Linked DNA regions of Hordeum vulgare: region 1 is linked to region 2. The links are chromatin contacts, called in public Hi-C maps. All regions are on one chromosome and are shown on one strand. Each heading gives the region's core, a stretch centred on a gene start, on an enhancer-like site or on the middle of the called end of the contact. The rest is flanking DNA. Distances are from core to core; before and after follow the strand shown.

Region 1 (4,641 bases), core at 1,068-3,567, 760 kb before region 2:
ATGTAATTTGGTCTTACACAAGTCAACGAGAAGTCAAAACTGCTAAATAATCATGTGTCAAATTACATTTCCTGAGAAATTTCACGATAATATGGCTGGCATAGCAAAGATGGGGAATTATCATCATCAATGTTAAGTGGATTCATATGTGTAGAACTGTCTACAAGGTAGGGACTTCAACTTTTTTAGTGTAGTTAGCTAAATGGAAACGATAAACCTACTAACCAACATGTAACCATAGTAAATACGCAATAGTGTACCATCATCAATAAGAATCTTAGCTTACATCCTACAAAATGAATTCTGAGTATACAGGTCATGAAACTTCCACTGTTAAATCTACAACCTGTGTCAGTGCATCCCTTCAGCTGTTTCTCTGCATTGGGATAAGCAATGAAATTGATCTAGCTACTCGGCACACCGACAAGGTCCAAGGGGCAGGCGGAAAAGGACGACATATTTGTTGTGAAAGTTGGATCTTGCTGAATAAAATATCAAGGCAAGGTCTTGCATTCCATGATTTGACATAGAAGCTTCTATTGATTTCCGATAACAAAACGGAAACAAGTGAATCATCAAAGAAACCAAACTACGTCTCCACTTCATATTCCTATCAACCATATTATACTACCAGAGAGCAACATGGTGTGATGACTAGCTACCTAATGCACCACAGACATCATCACTTCATCAGGCTATCAGAGGGAAAATACCAACCTCAAATGCCATTTTATTCCATTTCTCGCCGCATGCTTTCCCTACCTGCAGTGAAAGGTATATTACATTACAAGACTAAGAAAGCCAACTTGAAGCTTCAAATTTAAATGATGGAAACTTACATCCTGCATTGCTTTTACACTTGGATTTTCTTCCTGATACGTTTTCCGGAAATCCTCCCTTCAAAAGAATATAAAAGCTTCATTAAAATTGGTTCAGTGCAAGAGATGAAACATCTTAACCAGGGTAGCGAAATGATCATATAATCCTTTCTTGATCCCCATGGAAATTAACTGGGTTCTTGCGAAGAAACACCCATGTTTGCCTACAGATATTTCTAATTAGACGAAATACACAAACGTGAAACATAAGTAGTGCTGTGAAATCAGACATGTACTGAGGCATGCAATCTGTGAGTCGCACAAAGACCGAGGTAGGCATTTGGCAACATCAACTATTCAAATGTTTCTGGATACCGCAGCATGTTTGCATTATCTATTGAGCGCTGCTATGAGTACAACACATCCATGTATGATTTATGTCCGATGCACTCCATCCACCATCGGATGCAGTGTTTCAGCATTGTTCCACCATTTGATTTCAGTGTCGGATGCAAATCGTACATTGAAGATCGTATGTACATCAATTTTGTTACTTATTTGATCATTAGCCTGGTGCCCTGGTTAACAGTCTACGATGGACAGAGGAATATTATTTACCTCTGCAGTTATTATGTTCATGAATCATGATAGATTGATGTTGAACACCAGGACACGAGGAAGGAAGTTTGGTATTTGTGTTACACCTAAAGCCATGTGAAAAACCCAAAGGATAAGCAACCAATATGTTGAACGATGATGACTGGATGAAGCAGAATACGTTTATATGGTGCAGCGACAATGTCCTATAGCAGTTAATCTTTATCAGTACTTGAAGCATTTTGGAACATCAACTTTCGCATAAGTCAACAGCACACAGTACATTTTTGTTTATACGCACATCAGTAATTATTAACCGTTCCGGTGCTACTGATAAGCTGAAAACAGTTCGAATTGACCAAACAAATACTCCTCTGACAGTTAGACTGGGATAAACATCTCGAGGACACGGGGGCTCGCTCGAGTCCTCTTCTCCAGAACACCACTAAGGCACGCATCGATTCAAAGTTTCTCAACAGAACGCCGGCGAATCCCAAAAGCTGGACTGGGAGCGAGCAGTCCAGCCGAGAAGCCGGAGAAACCCCTAATACCGCATCCCAATTGCTTCTCAGCAGAGCAGTCGCCAGTTAGTAGACACGGGATCAGCTACAGATGAAGAATTCTAGGACATACGTACATGAAATAGAAGAAGGCGGTGGGGGGCTTCTTGGGGCGGCGGAGGTCGCCGAGGGTCCCCTTCTTCCGCGTCTCCGGCCTCGGCTTCGGCTTCGGCCTCGGCCTCGACCGGGGGCTCTCCACGGGGGGCAGCCGCACGGTGTTGAGTGGCTTCGGGGTGGTCTGCGACCTCGTCTTCATCCCGCGCTTCTCTCGGGCTCGCCGAGGCGTAGGTCGGCTTGCGGGAGGAGGAGGAAGAAGAAAGAAGCAGAGCAGCGCAGCGCAGCGCAGAGGAGGGGAGTACTCGGGATCACCTGGCTGCCGGGCTCCCGGGCTTTTTTGGGCCGTGGGAGGCCCGGCCCAGCAAGGATTGCTGGCCCGCCCGCTCCTTAAATCCTAATCCATCGAGCCGGTCGGGTTGTGTTGTTAGTTTTGTACCACATCGGTTGTGGAGGGAAGAGCGCGAGGGGTGGGCGAGTATAAGATGGGGTGGTGGGCGGAGGGGAGAAGGCATCTTTGCGCTTGGGGCAATGACGCAGCTAGTGAGGTTATACCGAGGCGCGTCAATTGCTGGTTGAAAACTATTTCCAAACCCCCTCTTTGGCCCTCCGGGGCCACTGAGAATTTCTGAAAGGGCTCCTTTCCTTCGGGGAGGGTAAAGCCCACAAATCCAACATTCAAACTGTTTATTATTCATTTTTATTTTTTGGTACCTGATCTGATTACGTTCACGTTAACATTATCATTTCTGTAACCAAACACCTCCTGAAGGATATGGTACCGTTGTGCTAGTTGCTTCTAAGTCGGTACTACTAAAGTTGTTTTTTCTGGTCTGCTTGTACAAGTGATGACGATGATGAGTTATAAATGACCTGGGAGCATTGACGGTTGATGCTGCAGTTACATATATAACCGACAAGCCGGGTAGTGGACCCAGTGGATACCGCGTGGCACGCGGTGCAATCGCTGTCCACACGCGGTGCAGCAAGTCAGTCAACCCACTGCAGTACCCCAGTCATTCAAAGTACATAGCCAAATTCCTTGGCAACTGCCAGTCGTTCTTCAAGTCCTCCATTCTGCGAGCTAGTATAAACAAGGGTTGATGCACCGTCCCAGAAACGAAATAAAAGAAAACGAAGTCGACCCAGAGCGGAGAGCAAATACGCCAACATCGCTGTCTCCACTCCTGCATTGGCGTTGCAGTTCACTAGAACGGATAAGTAGTGTTGGATCCACGTCCACCCCGGAGAGAGAGAGGCTGAGATGCAGGCGCCGGCCGGTACCAATGCTCCGGCGTGCCCGTCACCCGCGATGCTGTCGCATGGCGTCAGGATCGCCAGGTCGCACGCCTACGACTGGGTCGCGCTGCTCCTCCTCGTCGCCGTCGAAGGCGTCCTCAACGCCATCGAGCCGTTCCACCGGTTCGTCGGCGAAGACATGATCGCGGACCTCAGATACCCCATGAAGAGCAACACCGTCCCGGTCTGGGCCGTTGCGGTGCGTGCGACCCCTCCCGCGTGTTTACCCTGTCTGTCATTTAAATTTGAAAACTACACATCTCCTGAGCTTGAAGTTTACTTGAGTGTTTTCACGCAGGTCGTTGCTGTCATTGTGCCCGTGCTCATCTTCGTCGCAATATACATCTGGAGGAGGAATGCGTATGATTTGCACCATGCTATACTTGGTACCTTACTTGTTTATATTTTCATCTAAGTTCCTGATGGAAATGCAGTAGTTGTCCTCTTGGTTTCGCTCTGATGCACATTAGTTACACAAGCAGGTATTCTGTTCTCTGTGCTGATCACCGGCGTCCTGACCGATGCTATCAAGGATGCCGTGGGCCGTCCGCGCCCCAACTTCTTCTGGCGCTGCTTCCCTGATGGAATCGCTGTAATAACACTCCGATTTACTCACAAAGTCTAAGTGAATGAACTTCAGATATCCCCTTGCTGGCATCCAGACTTAGACTGGTTCGGTTCCCTTGCTGTCCAGGTGTACGACAACATCACCACAGCAGTCATATGCCACGGCGACGCCAGCGTGATCAAAGAAGGCCACAAGAGCTTCCCAAGTGGCCACTCTTCCTGTATGACTCGATTACGCCACTCACTTCATTAGATTCATCAGTTGCACAGTTACTGTCACAAACTGATGACAGCAACATAACGGTGTATGATTTTTCTACGTGTGCTATGTGCTCGAGGATAATAAGCTCGTTGTCATGCGGCGGGTGTTGCAGGGTCTTTTGCCGGCCTGGGGTTCCTGTCGTGGTACCTCGCCGGGAAGGTCGCCGTCTTCGACCGACGAGGGCACGTCGCCAAGCTGTGCGTCGTCATCCTGCCTCTCCTCGTCGCCGCTGTCATCGCCATCTCGCGGGTAGATGACTACTGGCACCATTGGCAGGACGTCTTCGCGGGCGGCATCCTTGGTTTGTGCTTCAGAATAAGCTCGCGCCTATTCATTGTTATCTCTGAACTTTTATCCCTTTTCTATTTCTGCTTTTGCGGGAAACCTCTGAACTATCTTTGGTGCTGACGAGGTTTGTCGTGTACATGAAGGAATGGTGGTTGCCTCTGTTTGCTACCTGCAGTTCTTTCCACCACCCTCTGGT
Region 2 (4,337 bases), core at 1,352-3,851:
AAGCTTCAATCAGCCTCACAAATGTCCTCCGCGAGCAAAGCCGAGTGAGTTTGATAGAACAAGGCAGGAAAATCATGTGAGCCGAATACCTTAATAGGACCCATCTAAAATAAAGTTGTTTTGATCTCCTCGTTAGTGTATGGTCTGCACAATTCTTCATTCATGTCTGGTGACACCTTCTAAGGGATAGAGGCCACGACATCATCAATCGCAGCACAAGGTTCACATACAAGCCGACTAGTTTTTATATACGCGTGCATATACTCACATCTATGAACGGACACACGCATACCCTATCCTTATGAGGACATTGGAGAGACTGAGCCGACATATCATCTTGAAATTTACGAAGTCATCGTAGACGCATCGTCGTCAACAGAAACGTCTCCTTCAACTAAAAGCATATCGTCGAAAATTCGACATATCATCTTGAAATTTATGAAGTTACAAGTTACCGTAGACGCATCGTCGTTAACAGAAATGTATCCTTCAACTGAAAGCATATCGTCAAAAATTCTGAAATAAATTCAAAAATAATACAACCACCACAACTTAAACCCTAATGAGATGGGGATACCACTCTCTAACCATCCGACTAGTTTAGGACTGAAGTTTGTGGACCGCGGTTTGCTTAACCAGATCCAAGCACCTGGTGTCGTCTGGACGTCCAACTTGCTGTGTTCAGCACAGAATACGAACCCAAACCAAATCTATGAATGACGCTAACGAGCAGTCCGTAGTACGGCACGGAGATTTTAACAGTCCTGCAAGTGCATCATCATCATGTTGATTATATATAGGAGTATAAAAGAAAATCAAAAACGTGTCATGTGGCATAAACGGTGGTCGTACGTAGAGAGAGAGAGAGAGAGGGGGGTTGGAGCCCGACCAGAGACCGACCAGCGGCAGGGCGTCGCAGTCCCCGGCTGGACCGAAACAAAAAGCAGGTGCGCGCAGCACCCACCAAGCAAGCTACCTCACCCGTCGCTGCTGCCACCACCCTCCAACGCCTTAAATGCGCCCGCACCGCACCGCGCCGGCCGCGCGGCCGCCGTACCGTACCGCCACACCGCCGCTCCGTGCTGGCTGACGATCGTGTCAGATCCAAATCGCCATGTGCTGCTGCGCGCACAGTGCCTGGACTGGACCGAGCGTGCCCCCCCGCGCGCGCCATCGATCGGGGCTCCCGCACCGGCGTTCACACCCCGCTCACGCACCCGGCCGCTTTCAGACGCCGGCCGCCCGGCACGGTTTTTTAGCCAGGAGACACGGTGTTGCCGGCGTTTGCGTGTAGCGTAAGCGTGGACGACGTGGAGGCCATGCTTGCGACCCATCGCTTTTCACATGGGACGTCGGGACGCAGAGCTGGCGCCGCGCCGCGTACCACGGTCTCAGGCCAGGCGCACCGCCACGGCACACGCAAAAAACCGGTGCACGAGCTGGACAGCCGATAGATGTATATAGTATATCCTATGACGTGCGGCGTTCTCTGTTCGGATTCACACGCTTTATATGTATGCACAAACTGTGACCATGTTTGTATCGCTTCAATCGGACACTCGAAGACGTATATATATAAAGATTCTGAAAGTTGACGCACACGAAAATGAATCATGCCCTGAAACAGCAGACTCGAACGGAGCGGAAATAGACACTGCCGCTACTACTCCTTGCCCTTGCGATATAAACGATCGGATGGTATATATGCGTAGCATGCACTTGTCATGATTGTGGGAGCCGAGTGAGTGACCAAACAGTAGCAGTCTCACTTAAAACTTAGGTCCCCGGTCACTTCGATCCCTTTTTATGACTGGATTGGAGTGGATTGGATTTCCTCCATACGCGCCTCTCCTGCAGCGAAACGGGAGCCGAAACAGGGATCGATCGGAAGGACGACGTGCAGAGTCATGCACGCACCGTCTCCGGACGGAAACCGGCCCCACCTGCCACCGCCAGATGGACCCCGCGCATGTTTATTCCCTCGGTCTCTCATCGACGACATCGTATGGCATGATGCAATGCCACCGCCACAGCCTGCATCACCGGCCGTCAGCTCTACAGATCGAGATCGGAGGGCGCAGGGCAGAGATCACGCTGGCGTGGGCGCGTAGGGCCCGGTCAAAGGGCGACGCACACGTGTCATGCCCCATCCGTCTGAACGATTGACCGCGGAGCCCGCGCTTTGACCCCTAACATGTGACCGGCTACCGCCGGTGCACGCCGCTGACTCACCACAGCCCCCGCCCGTGACCGTGGACCGTTCCCACCCCCACCATTACATTACACTACTACACTACATTACGGTGCCATTAGAATTAGAATTAGTAATTATTATACTCGCTCTTGTAGCTAGCTAGGTCTGGACTCTGAGATCTAAGCATAGAGTATCTTGCGGTTAAAACCGAGAGGAAGAAACCAAATGAGAGGGAAAGAGGCCAAGGAAGGAATGGACATCTATCTCATCTATCTCTTCTCTTTTGGGCCCAATCAATTAGCCCTTGTTTCTTTCACAAAAGCAAGCCGAAAAGCCAATGAGAAAAAAAAAATCCCCCCACCCAACCATCTCCCTCTCTCTCTATACTACATCACCGCTCCCTCTCTCTCTCTCTGAATCCCCAAGATATAGCCAAGAGCTGCGCTCCGTCTCGTTCTCTTGCGTTGCGCGCACACACACACCTCTCGCTGTCTCCTCGGCTTGCCTCACTAATCACTGCACCACCATACCACCACTACTAGTACCTCCCCCATATGCTTGCTTCCCTCTCGATCCCTCTCCTCCTCCCTTCAGTTTCATAAGCCCAGCGCCAGCCACAGCCCCAATCCCAAGAGCAATCGAGATTCGGGCTCCTGCACCATCTATCTCCAACGGACAAGAGCAAAGCGATACACCTACCATACCATAGCTAGCGCCTATGTCGGGCGAGTTCCAGTTCCAGGACGAGCTCGCGTCGCTCTTCACGCACCGGCCTGGGCCGGGGATGCAGCAGCAGCAGCAGCAGGAGCAGCAGGCGTCCTGGCTCGCCGACTACCTGCAGACGCCCATGGACTACGACCTGCTGTGCAGGGCGCTGGAGCTGCCGGCCGAGGAGGACGTCGTCAAGAGGGAGCTGGTGGTGGACACCACGCCCAGCGCCCTCACTCCCAGCGCCGGCGGGGGGACGCCCAACGCCACGTCGTCCATGTCGTCCTCCTCCAGCGAGGCGGGAGGAGGCCTCTGCGCCGGAGAGGGGGACTCGGCGGGGAGGTGCAAGAAGGAGGACGGCGACGGGGAGGAAGGCAAGGGGGGCGATGAGGGTGACAAGACCAAGAAAGGGTGAGTTGGACTGCGTTAGTTTCTCTCTATCTCTCTCATTTTCCGTGCCTTGATCTGAAATCTTGGGTGACCCTTTTGGCGAGTTCTTGGTCTCTCTTTTCTGACTGCTGCCTAATCCGTGTCTTGGTTTTTCTGTGATCTTGGATCAAGATTTGGGGGCGGGCTAGATTTCGCTTCCCTGAATTGCTCGCTGGCCATTCATTCATTCATGCCTTTTCTGTTCTTTTATTTTGTTCTTTATTCCCCCTTTAAGGTAGTTTGGCCGGCTGGCCAAGGTGTGAACTCGGCTAGGGTTTCACACTCAGCTTGCATGCCTGAGCCTGACAGTCAACAATAAATAAATAAATACATACATATATACATAATCTGATTTTGATTACTTGCTTCATCTCCAAAATCTTGATCCAAACTTGATCCAGAACAAATTTACCTCTTGCATTTTTTGTACTACTTTTACATATGCGTTGTTCATTTTTCCTCTTGTACCCCATGTTATGTATGTATGGCCCCATCTTGCAAAAATCATGCCCAATAATCTCTAGAATGGAGCCACCCCCAGTTAAGACTTAAGAGACCCTCCCCCATCTAGGATTTCCTCAGGTTCTACTTTGGTGCAACCTATCATATGCGCGCGTCTCCCACAAAATCCAAAGAGAAGAAAAGGGGGCAGCAAAAAGGCTAGCCGCAATGTGAACCTCCTAAAAACCATGTGCGCTCTCTTGCATAGACCAAGCCAACAACCATGTTTGAACGGGATCTCTTACATATCCTAGTCAGTCCATGGATCGATCGTAGTATGAACGAAATCTCTATCCGCCACTAGGAGTAGAGAGCTAAGCTATCGAGAGTCGAGACAGCCAAATGGTATACGATTCCGTGATCGCTTTCCGCTACCGATGTCTCATCTCACCGACGCGTAAATAATCGAAATCTTTTCAGGTCTGCGGCGGCGGCGAAGGGTGGCAAGGCCGGCAAGGGCGAGAAGCGGCCGCGGCAGCCGCGGGTCGCCTTCATGACCAAGAGC

The links. A called contact is a pair of places that touch in the nucleus more often than the background predicts.
Region 1: a Hi-C map of seedling shows a contact between it and region 2, with 4 times the contacts expected there. The contact joins the promoter of LOC123444045 here to the promoter of LOC123444042 in region 2. A contact is called at or near these places in 2 of 6 Hi-C or Micro-C datasets (leaf and seedling).

The regions. Positions count from the first base shown.
Region 1 is chr3H:417,304,675-417,309,315 of MorexV3_pseudomolecules_assembly, reverse strand. It overlaps LOC123444045 (high mobility group B protein 14), which reads right to left and starts at 2,317. Exons shown (of 5, transcript XM_045120646.1): 1 at 2,053-2,317; 2 at 840-897; 3 at 718-762. The coding sequence starts at 2,231. It overlaps LOC123444044 (lipid phosphate phosphatase 2-like), which reads left to right and starts at 3,126. Exons shown (of 7, transcript XM_045120645.1): 1 at 3,126-3,527; 2 at 3,627-3,714; 3 at 3,811-3,920; 4 at 4,023-4,116; 5 at 4,270-4,458; 6 at 4,589-4,641. The coding sequence starts at 3,294. It overlaps LOC123445897 (a small nuclear RNA gene), which reads left to right and starts at 2,543; the gene lies at 2,543-2,693.
Region 2 is chr3H:416,547,064-416,551,400 of MorexV3_pseudomolecules_assembly, reverse strand. LOC123444042 (probable WRKY transcription factor 48) reads left to right here and starts at 2,601. Exons shown (of 3, transcript XM_045120644.1): 1 at 2,601-3,313; 2 at 4,253-4,337. The coding sequence starts at 2,913.